2 separate regions of the Mus musculus genome follow, and region 2 is linked to region 1. A link is a contact called in public promoter capture Hi-C data. All regions are on one chromosome and are shown on one strand. Each heading gives the region's core, a stretch centred on a gene start, on an enhancer-like site or on the middle of the called end of the contact. The rest is flanking DNA. Distances are from core to core; before and after follow the strand shown.

Region 1 (5,665 bases), core at 2,322-4,821:
AGGGATATTTAGGTATCTTGTCCCAGTCTTTACTATGTAACAGGAGAGGACCAGACACCGGTCCCACTCCACCATCTGGAATTCTTAGAACACTGGCATGCTCACACAGGTCTTGCTCCGCTCCAGCTGGCAGTGAAGGTGTGGCCTTGCTGGAGGACTTGTTGCCTTGTTTGAGGAAGGGTGTCACTGGGAGTGGGCTCTGATGTTTCAAAAGCCTGCGTGAAGCCCAGTATTTCTCTCTCTGCCTGCAGATCAGGATGTAGCTCTCAACTCTTTCCTCATTACCATGCCTGCCATCGTGCTTCCTGCTGTGATGATATTGGACTAAGCTCCTGAGACAGTAAGCCAGCCCAACTAAAGGCTTTAAGAGTTGCCTTGGTCATGCGGTCTCTTCACTGCACTAGAACAGTGATGAAGACATTGTCCTTGGGTAGTTTTCCACCTTATTTTATTTTAGAACAGTTTTGCCTGCATGTATGTATGTACGTATGGGTGTCACGTTTATGTTAGGTGTTCCAGGAGGTCAGACGCCCTGGTACTGGAGTCACAGACCGCTGTGAGCCACTGTGTGGGTGCTAAAAATTAAACTTTCGATCCCTGTTAGAACAAGATGGCTCACATGAACCATCTCTTCAGCCTTCCACCTTACTTTTTGAGACAGGATCACCTATGGAGCCTGGAGCTTACGGATCCAGTTAGGCTGGATGGCCAGTGAGCCCCGGGGATCTACCTTTTTCCGGCCCTCCTCAGAGCTGGGGTTACAGTGGGCACCACTATGTCTGGGTTTTATGTAGGTCTTGGGGAAGCTAAATGCAGGACCCCATGATTGTATCGAAGGAGCTTTCTTTACAGGTGAACTATTTCTGCAACCGCCATGATTACTTTCTAAGCTCTAGATTTTCTGTGTCTGTTTAGATCTGTTTCTGGAACAAAGGGCTATTGTCATTTGCTTTCAGTGTCTTTAATTTTTTTTTCCTTGAGATGGTATCTCTTGTAGTCCAGGTTAGCCTCTTACTATGTAGAAGAGGATGACTTCGGATCCTCTTGCCTCTACTTCCTGAAAACAAGGATTACTTGTTTATGCAGTTCTGGGGGTTTAACCCAAGGCTTGATGTAGGCCAGGCAAGCACTTTACCAACCAGGCTACCTACATCCAAAGCCTTAATTTTATGTTATACATTTTATTGATAATTCTGAAAACCCTAAAATAATCTTTTAAAAGTGTGGTCCAGAAAAAGCCTACCCATTCGCAGCAGAGCTAGGCACATTGACTCTGCTTATTTCTACTTGTATCCAACCTTTACCTTTAGGCCAAGACCTAGGGAATTCAAGGGCAAAGTGAATTTTATTTTGTAATTGAAGAACAATGGTGAAAATGTCCCCAAAGCTTGGTTTTGATTGACTCTAGCCACAGGGCTGTGACTAGTGTCTCAATTGATATACATAAAACCACCCTTTTCTCAAAAACAGATTCCTCGAGAGGACAAAAGAACAGGAAGATAATGTATTTGATTTTTCTAAAAAGACTATTATCCAATTAATTTTGTTTCTCAAGCCTTTGACCATGCTAGCAAGTAATTACTTTTATGGCTGGAAAGATGACTACTAAATACTTAGCATTAATTGCAGTTTCAGACTCGCTTAAGACACACACACCTCAGTTATCTTGGTTTCTAAATTTGTTTTTTTCTGGTTAGATCCAGAGCCAGGTGCAAGGAGGCCAGGTGCTCAGTCTCAGGACTATCCTGGCGTTGCGCCTCAGCTTTCCAGTCGGGCTTATGAACATTCTGGCGGTTAGACCATCTATTCCCCCAGACTCGCAGATGCTGCTCTTCCCCCACTGGCTCTGCACAGAACATCATTATCTTTGCTGAGCTTCTGTCTCTATGGCAATAACAGATGGGAAGTGCTGCGGAATTATTCATGTTCACACAGGCAGTCAAGAAGCGTCGAGTAGGAGGTGGGAGAGGGGCATGACCTGGGAGCACGGAGATGGGGGCCGACAGGAGCTGGGGCGGAGGCGGTGATGAGAGGTGACATTTGTTAGACCTATTGTGGGGGTTAAAAAAAAAAGGACGAAAAATCCTCAAGCACAAAAGTATTCCCAATTGGACAACTGCAAATGTAGACCCAAACATGAGTAACCCCGAAGCGGTAAAATAAACCCGGCGAGAAAAGGAAAAAAAAAAAAAAAAAGAAAAAAAAAAGGTGGGGTGGGGGTGGGGTGCGCCACCGTCGCCGAAGCTCGAGTTCCCTAAGTCTGCGCAGTGCTACTCGCTGCGCTATTTCAGTTCCTGATCCTGCGGTGGGGTGGAGAAAAGGGGATTTCTTGGTGTTTCGAAATATGACGGGCTAGCTTCACAGAGTTGAATATTCGAGCTATCCTGGATACGTTGGCTAGGAAGTCCCCTCACCCACCCCCGCCGGCGGTTCGAGGTGGCAGCCGAAAGTGGTTATCTTCCTCCACCTCTTACCGTCTCTGGAAAAATTAAAAAGAAAGAAAGAAAGAAAAAAACACACCCGAAAACACCAACCAAAGTGCTTAGTGAATCAGAATGGGTCACTTATGGAGGCTAAGAGCAGCTGGGGCAGCAAGATCTGTCCCCGCGGTGCGCAAACCGCGGACTCTGGGGCGATGGCGGCCGGGTCAGGCCACCCCAGAGCGGCCAGGCGGGGCTGCTCACCGGCAGCTGGCAGGGCGGCCGCGGCGGGAGGCCCCACGGGGGCGAGAGGCCCCGCGACGTCGGCACTGGGCGGGGGGAGGGTGGCAACACTGGGAGCGGGGAGCACGGGGGCAGGTGGTGGCGCTGCGGGGGGGGGGGCGGTGGCAGCGCGGGGGCGTCTGCGCGGCGGGCTCAGCCCGGGGGTCGCGGCGGGGAGCCACCCGCAGGCCACCTCCGGGGCGGGGCCGGGCGGCCAGCTGCGGCCGCGGGGGTTGAGGGGGGCTGCTGGCCGAGCCTGACCTCGGGCGCGGCCAGCTGCCGGGGTCGCGCACAGTGCAGCCCGCCGCGCCCTGCCCCCTCTCCCCCTTCTCACCCCCCCCGCCTCGCAGCGCGGCGGCCCGGCGGCCAGGGCGCCCCCAGGTCTGGCCCGTCGCCACACGGCGGCGGGCGTGGCGAGGGCGGCCCCAGACAGCCGGCTGAGCGACTCGAGGAAGGAAGGAGGGCGGCGGGGGTGGGGCCGAGGGAACATCCTGTCTGAGCCGGGCACCGCAGACAGCGCCGTGCGCCAGCCGCCCAGACGGCGCGCCGGGCCAGCAGCGCGGGGTACGCGCGAGGGGGGCGGGGGAGCGGGAGCACGCGCGTGCGCGGCCGAGGCGCCAGGCGCGCGCCCCGGTCGGGGCTGGGGACGCGCGCGCAGCCTGCAGTGTGCAGCCCGCCGGGAGCCACAATAGGCCAGACGGCGCGCGCGCCCGAGGGGCTGGCTGGCGCGGGGCCGCGCGGCGCCGCTGGCTTCGTTCCCTCCCCTCCCCCGCCCGCCGCCCTCGCTGTCCCCCGGGCGGCCGGAGACGGCGGCGGCGTCTGCGGGAAGCCGTGTCTCCGCAGTGACGTGGGCGGGCCGCGGGCCGGGTGACGTCAGAGGCTGTGTGTAGCGATGTGTGTGGGGTTCGGAGCGGCGCCGGCACAGCGAAGGCGGCTGGCGAGCGACGGCGACGGCGACGGCGGGCACAGGTGCGGCCGCAGGTCGCGAGGGGACGCGAGGGGCGTGCGGCCTCTGGGGGCGCTGAGGCGGCGGCGGCGGGGGTGATGGGGAGGGCACAGAGCCCGGGGGTCTGCCCGGGCGCGGAGGGCCTGAGTGGGGCGTCCGGGATGCGTGGGGGTCCCGGGCGGGGTCGCGGGCACAGGGCGCGCGGCGGGGGTCCCACGGGTGTACAGGCCTCGCGGATTCTGGGACGGGTCAGCTGGGAGGGGATGGCGGTGCACTTGACCCGAGCCGCCGGGACCCAGGAGACCTGGACCCTGGTCATCGCCGCCATCCCCCGGCCGTCTGCGCTCGGCGGGGATGCCCCGGGCTGGCCCCAGCTCTAAGCGTCCGGCGACGCGGGCTTCCGGGCTTGGCGCCTAACCTGCCCGCGCCCCTGTGGGTGCCACGGCTCAGGGTGGGTCAAGTGGGGGGAGGCGCAGCCCTGGGGCGCCTAGGTAACCCTAGAGAACTTCCCGCGGGCCGGGGGCGTGGGGTATTTCCACCGGCGGCCCCCGCAGTGGGGCGATGTGGGGAGGGCACTTAGGGTGATCCCAGTCACAGAGGTGGGGGTTGGGAGGACTCCTACTTCCTCTGCCCCCTCTCACCTCACCAGACGCCGGGAGTCCCCTGCTTCCCTGTCCTTTGGGTTGATGATGAGTGGGTGTCTCTGCGTGTGCGCAGGGCTGTGGGGGCGCCCCTGGTCTAGGTCATGCCTTCTGCCCTTTTCCTTGGCTCGCCTTGGCTGAGGTGTCCCTGTAGTGGCGAAAGTCACAGTACGGTGGCTAGGTGGCTTTCGTCCATAATTCTCTGGGTTTGTGTTAACATAAATTGCTGGGAGTTTAGAAGCAAAGCTTTTTATTTGTCGGCTTTTACTGGGTTTTCTCCAGGGAGGGAAGTGGATGAATACTCTTTTTCGCCACTCTGCCTCCATTTGCATTCTTTGTGAGGTCTGTCTGCCTTGTGCTTTTTGTCCCGGATTAGTCTTGCTCATGGATGGAGATTTCCAGGCGTGGAGTCTTACAGCTTTTGGCTTCCATTAGGCAAATTCGCTAACCTTTTAAAGGGAAAGTTTTTTTTTCTTCTTCATTCCAAAAAGATAGTATGTATGAATGTACTTGAAGTTTAGTTGCATATGGTAGGTATATTAACATGTATCTTGGGGGGTGGGGAGACCAGAAACTACAGGTTTTTTTTTTTTTTTTTTCTAACGAGAAAGGATTGTTTTTTAAAATTTAAATGGCATGCATAGTTGAGAAAGCCTCTGGTACTGAGGTTTGGTTATTCGTATTCTAAATTTGTGTACTCGTCCTTGTTTGGAGAGGCATTATTTAATGCTTCTGTTACCCACCGTCTGGACTGCTTCCTATTTAGATGAAGTTTCTTTTAGATAACTGGTGTTAGGTTGGAAGAAACCACCCAAGTGTTACCTTTGGTAAAATGAACTGAGTTGAAGATTAAGAAACTGGTTTTAAACAGACCCTTTGGCCTCTGGAGCTAATTCAAATGTAACTCCCCACCCCTTTCTCTTCCAGATCAATTAAAAGAAGAATGAGCTGTAATCCCTGAAGATAAAACTGGACAGCTTTTTCATTTAGTATATGTATATTTTTAATTATAAAAGTTCAGGTGGAGTCTTCAGTTTATCAGTACTGAGCAGCAGATCACCATTTTCAGGGACGATACCTGCCTCTTCTTTTTTGGTGTTCTTGGCAAAAATTAAACCCATTGCGTCATTGTAACTCATGTTTGGGTGTAGTTTCAGGATACAGTCATGGTATAAACTTCCCACATGCTTTGCTTAAAAAACAAAACCAACCAAACTCAACCATTACACCGAACTTTGGACTTCTTGAATTGAGCTTTATTTTAATATAAATACCTGAAGTGATTTTCTCAGAAGTGTGCTTACGATTATATTCTTATTTGTTATTAGAAGCAAACAAAACTGAGAAGTTTTGTAGCATTTTCAATTATATCTTAA
Region 2 (6,214 bases), core at 2,954-5,453, 4.8 Mb after region 1:
CTACATAGTGAGTGCTATTTATTTATGTTTTGATTTGTTGTTGTTCGTTTGTTTGCTTGCTTTGAGGGTAGGGTCTTACTATATAGCCCTGGCTGTCTCCGAACTCATTATGTTGCCAGGCTGGCCTTGAACTCCCACTAGTGATCCTCCTGTTTCACCTCCCTGCATGCTGCCATTACAAGTATGCATCATCATGCCCAGCACTGAACATCTTGTCCTTTAAAAAGAGACTTTCCTGGGGCTGGGGCTGGGGCTGGGGCTGGGGCTGGGGCTGGGGCCGGGCCTGGGGCCGGGGCTGTAGGCAATGGTAGAATACTTGTTTACCATGCACGAGCCTTAGCACCTCAAAAGCTGTGTGTGAAAAGGGCTTCCCTTGATTTGTCTTTATATATGCCCCAACCTAAAAGACCCAAATAAAAAGACACTAGACTCAAGTGAGTCCTGCTCTTTTGCAACTTAAAAAGAAAAAACAACCCACACTCAGTTTATTTACAATGTTTTTCACCATATACCAAAAGCTTTAGTTTTCAATTACATATTTAATATTTATATCAGGACATTTGATTTAAAATAGAAGCAACTAGGTTGTATTCAATGTAAGAAACTAGAGTCAGACTAGCCAGAGATTCCATATCAGTAGTGAAATATTGCTTGCTTTTTGTAAAACGGGGGGGGGGGGGGGTGAGAACTAGAGGAGGAATCAAGTATGGAGTTAAGGACCCTGTGTGTAGTCTCTTTTCTTTCCTATCCCAGCTCTTCTCCTTGCTCACATCGCTAAGAACCACCAAGACATTTGCAGCTCTGCTGACAGGAGGTGGTGATGCTGCCTACTCCACAGTGGGAGTAGGATACATCGTTATCAGCTGTCAGACTAGCAGGCACTATGTTCTCACAATCTCAATTTCTTCTCTCCTTAAAAGCCAAGTTTTCTGCACACAGTCACTGATGTACCAAATCACCAAAACATCCAACAATTTAAGAAAATGGTTTTTTAATTACCCCTAGAACAGCTAGAGGGAAATGGTGTGTTACCATTATATTGTGAAACAGAATTCAAAACTCTGTATACATAGCCCACATTAAAAATACCCAAACTTTAATGAGAGTCTTGTAAGTAAAAGACTGCCTTAAAATGACTATCATATTGTAACAGGATACCTGAGACAAAGAAAAGCTGCCATACCGCTCAGAGTTTACCACGCAGTGCTTCCTGTCTCTGAAAAACTCTGGTATCTTTCCAATGTTCACCAGGCAAAGCACAACCTATTACTTCCCGTCTTTACTCTAGTGACCTCTTCAACTCATGCCACACACTGCTCTCTGGCTACCAGCCTCACAAAAGCTCTTTCCGTCTTCTTCGACTCCCGATTTGCTCAGGTGTTATCTATCAGTCCTGCAAACACGATTTTGTTATTTTGTATCCACACTTCCACCACCTGGCCCTAGTACTCCCGTGATCATCCCCTTCCCTTGATACTGTCTCGCCCCCATAACATGTAACACCCAACTGTAGGGAAAGAAATATATACAATGTTTATTTTTTGACTTTCCTAGATTTCTGTCTGACTTTTCCAGGTTTCTGTCTGATCCATACAGATATATCTCACAGTGTGAGATACATGGCAGATACCTAATGAATAGTAAAAGCAATCAGACCTTCTTTTAACTTTACTTGTGGATATACGGAGGATACGCAACAAATCCTAAAAGACAACCCAGGACAGATTTACACATTGCATTTTAGGGCCTGCTATTTGCAGAAAATATAAGTATACATTTCAAAGTCTACACATTTTAAATTCATTAAGGCAGTAATTAGCAACCCATTATTTTTAATTCTGCTACTTAACGTAGTTACTATACTAGTTATTTTCCTTTTTATTATAATTTAATCTTTAATTCAATTTTCAACCATTCTTCTAAAGTTCACGAGATTTTTAAAGACTTATTTATATGTACCACAAATACCAAGAAAGGATAGACTGGGAGAAAATAGTTATATTTTTGAACCATCTTATAAACCTGAACCTCCAAACCTTCTGGAGCCTCAATGTCTACTTCTGTAAAGGGGGAGGAAACATATCAAGTGATCTAAGACACTGTAGGTCTAAAGGCTTATGTAATTTATAAAAATCTAATAAATTACAGCATCTGCATATATCTTACACATTTAAAAAAATCATTGGAATCATAAAATTATTAAACATGGTAGAACTTTAGAAGTTAACAAACCCTGTCCTGACATCTAATAAATAAGGGGGAAAAACTCAGATGTTTTGAATACTTCTTAAAATACACTTGCCTATCAAGCATGAAACCCTGCCTAGGTTTGATCCCAGCCCTGGGCTATTTTTGGTCTCTGTGTGAGTATGAGAGGTAGGTAGCTTGTGGGGTTTTTTTCCCTCCCCCTTATAAAAATAAGTGAGATAATCTATTATTATGTCTTTCCTAAAACGGACAATAATTTGTGTTGTAGAAATTAGTTGTGGTACACATACCAAAAACAAAACTCCTAACAGTCTTACCAAACCATTTTATAACGTCTAGGAAAACAACTATAAATTTATAATGAAATATTTTTACTATAAGATTCTTATGGACCCATATTGACTTTCTAAACTAACAAGATCATACCTAGACTGTACATGTGACAGAAAATGAGTAAAGGCATAGAAAGTGCCTTAAGTTAAGGACATCTTAACAACCAGGAACCACAACCAGTACGATTGCATGACGTATGGCTAAGCTCCAAAATGAGCTGATTTAATATTAACCAAAGGAACAGAAGGCTACAAGTCCTAACCCTAGCTCTCACTGAAACGGCATGAATCCTATATTCCTAATGAGCACTGGCAGGCACTGGGTTCGAGGGCAGGTGTCTGATGTGGACTGTGGGAAACTGCATACATACTCGTGATGAATGTCCATCAGAGACGCGCACTCTATTATTTTAGCCTGCTGAAAGCACCCCAGTAAGAGAGTGGAAACTCTTGGGGGTTCAGGAGTAATATCCAAGGCCTGTTCAAATAATTAAAGGAGAACCTGCAAACTCTCTCTTGGGTCTCTGAACTTTTACTGTACTCTCAATCCAAACACTAACCGGAACTTCCTTACAAATATAAAGTTTTACGAACGTAAGCACAGAAGAGAAATCTTGACTCTGTTGGGACCTAAACACATAATCAACACATGACACCAAGGCTGGGGCCATATAAGTGTCACTGAGCGAAAATCAACCCCCCACGACTCAAGACTGGGCATACACCCTCCCCAAAGAAGCCTTTCAGCTCTCCGGAGCGAAGGACCTCATCACTTTTACTCTTCTCCCAGCAGCCAGCCGGGAACTTCAACAAGGTGTGACTGTATACTTCCAAACTGAAAAGCAGTGACCAGCAGCGCCAGGTACTTAATGACAAAGGACTCAGCTCACCACAGCGTCTTCCAGCTTCCGTGACTTTTTCTCACCCAAACAAAAACCAGGAGAGGAGCAACTTGACAAACTGTTTCTTAAGAATCACAAATGGTCCCTAACTGCTATAATAAAGCAATTACTCCTCCCACCCCAAGCACATAGAGCAGGCGCTCGGAAGGCAGCAGGTCTCGGGTCCCCCGGCTGCACTTCCGTCCGCAGCCCGGAGCCTCCCAGTCCCCTCGCAGGGACCGAGCCTCAGCCGAGCCGCCCCAACTCCCGGGCGCCTGGCGCCTGGCGCCAGCGCGGACCAGCAAGGCCGACGCCGGCTCGCCAGGGCCGCCAGCACCGAGGGGCCCGGCCGGGACCAGGCAGCGCCAGGCCCGCTGCCCAGGCGCCGCCTGGCCGCACAATGGGGCGCGGGCCGTCCCCCAACGCCTCCGCGCCCGGCCCCGCTCCGGCGACTAGGCCCCGCCGCGCTCCGCTGCCGGGCCCTCGCGTAGCGGCGGCGCCGGGGAGGGACGGGCCGAGCTGGGCGCCGGCTGAGCAGCGGTAGCGGAGCGCGGCGGGGCCGGGGGCCCGGGCCGGGCGGCACGGCGCCGCGGTTCCTCACCATGTTGGTGTCCTCCGGACCTCTCCCCTCCTCCTCCGGCTCCGCAGCGAATGGACGGCGGCGGCGGCGGCGGCGCCTCTCACGGGCTCGCCGGGCTCCCGCTCATGCGCAGTGCGGCGGCCCGCGGAGCGGCCGGGCCGCGGGAGGCGGAGGGCGCGGGCCCCGGGGTGGGCGGCCTGGCCTGCCGGCATCCGTGGCACGAGCGGCCGGGCGACCCGGCAGCCCGGGCTGCGGACACACGCTGAGACCCGCGCGGCGGGCGGCCGCGGGCACAGTGAGGACGAAGCGCCGGGGCCCTGCCTGCGCCCCCACTCAGGGCGCCCTCGTCACGGCCGCGTCCTGTCCTCCGTGCGCTCCTAATAGCTCCACGTCAGAGTTCCCAGGTAAGTTTTTGGAAGAATCCGGGAGACTATTGCGCCTAGAGCCACTGTCATGCCTGGTGGACGGGCCAAGCTTGACCTAGCCTGCCTGCTGAGCTGTGGGCCAGAAGACAAGTGTGTGCTGCAAGGAGAAGGAAATACAGTACTCCCTGCAGAGAGAGGAAATAAAACAAAGGTACGGCACATAGAAAAAGCTGTCCAAGATTGCCCAGGTTTATATATGTCATCCGCATCTTCATCACCAAACGTGGGTCTCCCTTTACCACCGGCAAATACCACCAGATCACCCCTAGAAGCTAACAATCTTAAAGTTTCTGTTAAAACAACTGTTGTCACTCCTCCTCGGAGCTTCCTGCTACTGCTTAGAACTAGCCACGTGGTGGGGGCTCCCAGAGCCCTGCAGAGGCAGATCTTTGGCACTGCAGACCTGTTGTCACCCATTCATTCTTTACACCATCAATGCGAGTGTGTGTGTGTACGCGCGCGCGCGTGTGCGTGTGTGTGCGCTGATGTGGCATCTTCTCGCCAGGCCCTAAGAAAATACCAAGTAGCAAGGGTGAAACTAGATCACACTTGTGGTTATTCTCTAGGAACTCAGCCTAGCAACTTAAAATATTAACGAAGAGGACTCAGTCTCTTGCTACACTTCATTAGACTATTGCAACAATAGCTTGTAGGTTTTCTTAAAGCTCTTTTTTTCCTAAGTGCCAACTCCAAGGGGTGATTCTTAGTTCCACTTGACCTCTTTCTCTCCTGAATTTGAACACGTCCTCCTAGAATTCCCATAATTTTTCATGACTTGATTTATTTATAGTCTCCCCTTCACTTACCATTCTTCTTTGCTAGCTAACTCTGGCTTTTCAGTGGTGGGCTTTCCAGAACCATCCCTGAATCTCTTCATATATTCCTTTTTCCTAGACCCTGCCCATATCCCAGTGAGTCCAAAATCTTATCTAAAGCTCGGCAGCGGCATGCCCTAAGCACAAATTCTGCTCATCCCACAGACCCCCCCAAAGCTCTACAAAGCCAAAATCTTATCCCTAAACCTGCATTCCCCTGCTTTTTCATCACATAAGCTAAATATCAGAACTGCCCATCTCCCTTAGTCTAAGCTCGCCGAGTTCATCATCTGAGTAAACCCGAATTCTTCCCCTGCCCTTTAATAGGGTTCATCTCTCATTGGGACCCTCCTTTCTCCATCCCCTTTTGAGATGGAGTTTCTTTATGTTGCCCAGGCTAACAGCCAACAGTGCGGCCTGGGATTGCAGGCAAGTATGTCTCCCACCCCATCTTCTCTGTACTTTTCCTTCTACACCAGAGGTGTCTGTCTGCAATGCAGACTGGAGGCTCTTCCTCAAAGTCTCCGAGAACTTTCCTAACGTGAGCCTGTCTGGAGTCATAGGCAGGTCTCTCCCTCATCTTTCCACTCCCTTTGTCATGACCCCCACTCAATGCAGCTCCTGTTTCGGTACCAAGCTTCCTGGTTTGGTCTTATTTTGTCCCTGACACACTAGGTCACAAGAGTGAGGATCCGCCATGTGTTGTACTAAGCCTCTAACACTCAAGCAAACTTCAGGTTGCAGCTACACCTATTTTGTAGGGAGCACTGACATACAGAGTGGGTAAGTAACATGCCTAATGTCACACAGCAAGTAGTAAATCTAGGAACTAGACCCAGACAATCTGCTTATAATGTGTTCTCTCGGTTACTACAGTTTATTTCCTACTCTGGATTTCTGCAATTGGGGCATCTCCTTTGCAATTTTATGGCCCCTAGATTAGAGTTAGGACATCAACTGATAATCATTTGCC

What was found. Promoter capture Hi-C pulls out the DNA fragments that hold promoters and counts their contacts.
Region 2: a contact with region 1 is called in a promoter capture Hi-C map of pre-B cells. The contact joins the promoter of Dcun1d1 here to the promoter of Skil in region 1.

The regions. Positions count from the first base shown.
Region 1 is chr3:31,091,487-31,097,151 of GRCm38.p6, forward strand. It overlaps Skil (SKI-like), which reads left to right and starts at 3,572. Exons shown (of 7, transcript NM_001039090.2): 1 at 3,572-3,671; 2 at 5,217-5,665.
Region 2 is chr3:35,928,763-35,934,976 of GRCm38.p6, forward strand. Dcun1d1 (DCN1, defective in cullin neddylation 1, domain containing 1 (S. cerevisiae)) reads right to left here and starts at 4,204. Exons shown (of 7, transcript NM_001205361.1): 1 at 4,023-4,204. The coding sequence starts at 4,025. It overlaps Gm15952 (a long non-coding RNA gene), which reads left to right and starts at 4,316. Exons shown (of 4, transcript XR_880768.3): 1 at 4,316-4,405.